Regions from separate parts of the Sus scrofa genome. Here region 2 is linked to region 1. A link is a contact called in public Hi-C data. All regions are on one chromosome and are shown on one strand. Each heading gives the region's core, a stretch centred on a gene start, on an enhancer-like site or on the middle of the called end of the contact. The rest is flanking DNA. Distances are from core to core; before and after follow the strand shown.

The links. A called contact is a pair of places that touch in the nucleus more often than the background predicts.
Region 2: a contact with region 1 is called in a Hi-C map of adipose tissue, with 4 times the contacts expected there. The contact joins two enhancer-like sites. A contact is called at or near these places in 1 of 5 promoter capture datasets (liver) and 22 of 47 Hi-C or Micro-C datasets (adipose tissue, alveolar macrophages, brain and 12 more).

What each region holds. Positions count from the first base shown.
Region 1 is chr2:65,818,820-65,821,519 of Sscrofa11.1, reverse strand. It overlaps CACNA1A (voltage-dependent P/Q-type calcium channel subunit alpha-1A), which reads right to left. Exons shown (of 54, transcript XM_021083710.1): 33 at 1,537-1,674. Among named protein-coding and RNA genes, the nearest start is that of IER2, 92 kb to the left of the region's middle. Within about 2 kb of position 1,344, at least 3 of the 83 cell types and tissues checked have an H3K27ac peak or open chromatin away from gene starts, as enhancers often do. A contact at or near this core is called in adipose tissue, where this site is marked.
Region 2 is chr2:65,881,230-65,884,132 of Sscrofa11.1, reverse strand. No RefSeq gene overlaps it. Among named protein-coding and RNA genes, the nearest start is that of IER2, 30 kb to the left of the region's middle. Within about 2 kb of position 1,477, at least 13 of the 83 cell types and tissues checked have an H3K27ac peak or open chromatin away from gene starts, as enhancers often do. A contact at or near this core is called in adipose tissue, where this site is marked.

The DNA.
Region 1 (2,700 bases), core at 95-2,594:
ATATCGAGGGTCTATTTTGTGCTGGAAAAGATGGTCAATTTTATTTTCCCAGCAATCTCTTATGGACGTCATTACTGGCTCCATTTTGCACACTAGGAAACTGAGTTCAGCAATTTAAAGTGATTTTCTGAAGATTACTCCCTCAGACGTGGCCAAGGTGGGATTGCAACTAGGTTTATAGTCATGAATGGAAGTGACCAGTGGGTCACGGAGGCAGGTGTCTGTGTATGTGTGTGTGTGTGGGGGGCGTGGTATTTAAGCACAGGTGGTGTTGGGAGCTGAGGACGTGTAAGGAGGATGCACATGGGAGCGAGTGTGTACATGGCTGCTCTGGACAGTTGCACAGGTCAAGCACTGCTCAAGGGCTCTGCGTCTAAGGGGACTGTTCATACAAGACATGATAGATTTGTATATTAATGAAGACAGCTTTTTGGCAGGTGGCCATAAAGTGCCTTCTTTGGGCGAGATCATTAAGTAGATTGCAGTGCTTTTCTGACAGATGGAGGTGAAGTCTGTTGAAGAAGGCATGTCTTTAAAAATTTGCTCAAAGGTGCCTTATGGGCTAGTACTAGCTCCATACGTGTGGGTACTGAGATGTGTGTGGGTGCGGGGAAAAGCACTCTTGGGATAGGATGTTTGCTGATTGAGGGGAGGAGGTGAGGATGCTGAAGGCACACACTGGAATCTACCAAACCTTCAACTTGAATTCAGCCGAGACCTCTGGGAGGAGGACGACTAAGGTGAAAGAGAGGCATTTGCTTTGGGCACAAATGAAGGGGGTGTCAAACCCATCAGTAACTGAGATAAATGGCATTTAGCAATAACTGCAGTGTTTTAAAAAAATCAAAAGAAGTGCCAAAAATCCATGATGAACAAAATATCAAGAATTTAAATTTTGAAGGCACTTTTTTTTGGGGGGGGATGCCTGTGGCATGGGGGAAGTTCCCAGGCCCAGGATCAAACCCTGGCCACGTCAATAACCAGAGTCACAGCAGTGACAAGGCCCGGTCCTTCACCCACTGAGACACCAGGGAACTCCTCCCAAAATTTAAATTTTGGATGCACACGAGTTGGCCTCACCCATCTTACCCCAGTCTGGGAGAGAATGGTCCTGTGGTCAGACAGACTTGGAAAATGCCATGCTCCCCACACCCCAACCTCGCTGCCCCACCCCCATCACCTTGGCGGTTTGGGGTCACCAGCACAGGAAGGGTTAACAGTGTACGTGCAGCCTTTCTGCAAATTAGAAACAGTGCCTGTTCTGGGAACGCATAGCCCTTAAGCATTCAGCGGCTGGTGAGCCAAGTGATGGCTGGATTTCCGCCCCTAGAAGCCCAACCACATGTGGTGGTGGCTGCTCTGGTGACAGCCCGTCTTGCATCTGGCGTTGTCCCCACTTCTGCAAGCCAGGAGTGAACCCCTCCTTCCTTAGACCTTTCTCAACACTGGGCTCTCAGACCCTTTCCTCTCCCACTCCTTCCTCCCCGCCCCCAACAGGAGCTCCTGTGGGCGGGGCTCTCAGACAGGGCCACTTACTGCGGCCAGCCCTCTCCGGTGGACACGGTGAAGAGGGTCAGCAGGGCCCACAGCACGTTGTCGTAATGGAACTCATACTTCTTCCATTCTCGGTCCCTCGCCTTCACCTCATTCTTCTCATAGAGGAGGTACTTGCCACTGCCACAGAAAATGGGGACTGTGAGGCCACCAAGGGACACCCGTCAATGGCCACCAGAGAGGTGGGGGAGGAGGAGGAAGAGGCTCCTACCAGCCCACGCTCAGCCTGGGAAGCAGCCACACCCCCATTTTCCCCTGGAGTGTGTGGGTATCCACTTGGGGACAAATCCAAGGTGATGCCATGTCCAGTGGGGGAGCTGATTCAGGCCAACCTTTTATTTTTCTCCATGGTGTGCAGTGGGATATCAGTTGCCAGACCAGGGACTGAACCTGGGCTGCATTGGTGAAAGTGTCAAATCCAAGAGACCACCAGGGGACTCTGTGTGAGTCCAGTCATTTTTTCTTATTGTTGTTGGTTTTTGTTTGTTTGTTTTTGCACCTGCAGCATATGGAAGTTCCTAGGGTAGGGCTCAAATCTGCACCACAGCAGCCACCAGAGCCCCTGAAGTGACAATGCCAGATCCTTAACATGCTGAGCCAAAAGGGAACTCCTCTTTTTATTATCTTTTTGGAGAATTGACTCAGAATCTAGTGCCCTCTTCCAACTTGAATACTTCTAGTCCTGAGGGTGGGAACCTGTGGCTTGGGAGGGGGGTTAAGAGCAGGATAGGAGATAAGCACATTTCTTGGTTTATCAGGACAAGGCCGGGGAGATGCTGATCCTTCTCAGGTTAGGGAGCAAAGGTTAGCCCCAGATGCCTAGCCAGTTGCCTGGGATCCTTCCAGTTCCAGGAAACAGCCATCAGTATAGGAACAGGCTGCTCCCAGCAGCACAGTAACCCTAGCTACGTTAGTGACAAAAAGTGTTACTGAGCGCTTGATTAGTGAGAGGTTCAGCACTTTCTCCGACCGAGTCTAAACGTTCCGTCATGAGGATGACCCAAAGATGGGAGACTTCAGGACCAAAATCTCTTACCCACAACTCCAAAATCTAGAAAGCTTTGAAAAACCAAACATTTTTTTCCCCTCACCCAGCAGTTGCTAAGTTCCAGCCTGCAGAGCAAATCTGGACCTATCTTTGTGTGG
Region 2 (2,903 bases), core at 228-2,727, 62 kb before region 1:
GAATCTGGGGCCTCCACAGCAACCCAAACCTCTCCAGTTGGGTTCCTAACCCCATTGTGCCACAGCAGGAACTCTGTAAATGTAACTTGTTTTATTTTTTTAAGCCCACAGGTGCAGCATATATATGGAAGTTTCCAGGCTAGGGGTCGAATTGGAGCTGTAGCTGCGACCTGCGGCACAGCCACAGCAATGCAGGATCCGAGCCGCATCTGTGACCTACACCGCAGCTCACCACAACACCAGATCCTTAACCCTCTCAGTGAGGCCTGGGATCGATCCAGTGTCTTCATGGATGCTAGTTGGATTTGTTTCTGCTGAGCCACAAGGAGAACTCTATGTGACTCATTTTAGATTGCTGTTGGATGTGGCAGGTCTAGAACCACTGTGCCTTCAGGGGAATCAGATCACACCTGCATCCTCTGCCCAGCAAACGAAAACCCCCAGGACCACTACTGACTCAGAGCAGGCTGACTAGAGGGAAACCAGCTGGGTGTGGACTCAAGAGCTACCCTTTTCTCTCTATGTGACCTTGGCCAAGTGATGAAAACTTTCTGACTCTTAGTTTTCTTCTTTTATTTTTCTTCCTTCCTTTCTTTTCTCCTTCCTTCCTTCCTTTATTTTTGGCTGGGACCGATGGCATGCGGAAGTTCCGGTGCCAGGGATTGAACCTGCTGTCACAGCAGTGATTACGCTCAAACCTTAACTGCTGGCCACCAGGGAACTCCATTTTATTTTATTTGACATTATTTTATTTTTTTAGCCTTAGTTTTCGATCAGAAAGTGCCTCCTTCATTTCCTCCTAGCCGGCCCTTCCTCTCACAGCTCTCCCTGGAGTGCCTCTGCTGACCTCCTGTCTCCAATTGGGTCTTTTTTTGCCATTTCTTGGGCCACTCCCACGGCATATGGAGGTTCCCAGGCTGGGGGTCGAATCGGAGCCACAGCCGCCAACCTACACCAAAGCTACCATAACACGGGATCCAAGCCGCCGGCTGCAACCTACACCACAGCTCACGGCAATGTCGGATCCCTAAGCCACTGAGCAAGGCCAGGGATTGGACCTGCAACCTCATGGTTCCTAGTCGGATTCCTTAACCAATGAGCTATGACAGGAACTCCCCCATTGGGGTCTTCTTGAGAAAAGTGGAGGCCTAATTTAGAGGCTCACAGAACCTCCAGCTCCAGCCAGCCTCAGCTGGCTTGGATGCTGGGTTGTCCTGAGCCATCTGCTCCGTTGTCATTAGAAAGTTCTTTCAATAGAGCTGCTGGGCATATATGAGCGCCAGGTCCCCATGATCCTACTTCTGACCTTGGAGCAGAGACTCGAGGAGCTTTCCTGCCCTCTTCTGGCTCCACCTCAGCTGCCCCCCCCCGCCCCCCCGCCCCCCCCCCCGCCCCCGACGGTTTACAGGGATCACGCGCTTGGCCATTCGCCTTCTGGCCTCCAGGTGGCGCTGCCTGCTTGCCTTGTGCACCTTTACTGGTCCAGCCTGCTCAATCTCAGCTCAACCAACACCTCTCAGGGCCCTCGCCTGGACCAGGAGCTGGGGGACACACCCAAGTCTTGGTGTGGGGGAGCACTGAGTCACATTTGGTTGTTTAATGGATTGATTAAATGTGGTCTTTGATGGGCTTGGGAGATCTGGCGCTCAGAGAAAGCTCTTTTTACACAGGGAGGCATCTGGATGCATTTAAAAACTGTCTCGTGATTACAAAAGTGATCGTGTGGTTTTGTAGAATTAATTAAGAACAACATGAAGGTCTACACAGCTCTATTCCGCACTCTTTTCAGAGGTAAACATCACGGTCCACCGCTGGCTGTGTATACCTACAGATCATTTTCTACTGAGCAGAGTCTAGGAAGATACCTTGTGGATGGTGAAAGCTTTCTGCTGCTTAAGAGCGGGAGCAGGGTGGGTGAGGGGGAGGATGATGGAGAGGGTCTGGGCCTGGGTGGAACCCTAAAGGAGGTAGGGAGGGGGTTGGAGCTCTGGGCAGCTTTGAAAGGTCCAAGGTGGTCAGCTTGATGGGGAGATTGCATAAAGGGCCCAGGCCACCATTCTGGGCAGGGACAAGAGACTTGATGAAAAGTGAGTGTCACATTCAGCAGATGGGGCTCTCATGGCAGATTGAAGGCAGGGGTGGAATGACACTGGTTCTGCATCCATCATCCCCGCTGCAGACTCTACTCCAGCCAACAGCCCTCTTCTGCTCAGTCCTCTTCAGCGTCTTCAGCTAGGGTTCAGCTTAGTCTGTTCAGGCTGCTCAAACAGAATACCATGGACTGGATTGGGAGCTTACAAGCAACATTCATTTATTTCTTGCAGTTCTAGATGCTGGGAGTCCAAGGTCAAGATCCTGGTGGATTCAGTGTCTGGTGAGAATCCACTTCTAGGTTCATAGATGGCTGTCTTCTTTTTGTGTCTTCATGTGGTGGTGGTTGGGTCTCTCTGGCACCTCTTTTGTTTATTTTATTTACATTATTAATTAAAAAATTTTTTTTGTCTTTTTAGGGCCATACCTGCAGCATATTGCAGTTCCCAGGCTAGGGGTTGAATCAGCTGCATCTGCCTGCCTGCACCAGAGCCATAGCAACTCAGGATCCCAGCTATGTCTGTGATCTACACCACAGCTCGCAGCAACACTGGATCTTTAACCCACTCGGCGAGGCCAGGGATTGAATCCCCATCTTCATGGATACTAGTCGGGTTTGTTACTGCTGAGCTACGACGGGAACTCCATCTGGCACCTCTTTTTTTTTTTTTTTTTTTGTCTTTTTTGCCATTTCTTGGGCCGCTCCTGTGGCATATAGAGGTTCCCAGCCTAGGGGTTGAATTGGAGCTGCAGCTGCCAGCCTACGCCAGAGTCACAGCAACAAGGGATCCAAGAGCCGCGTCTGCAGCCTA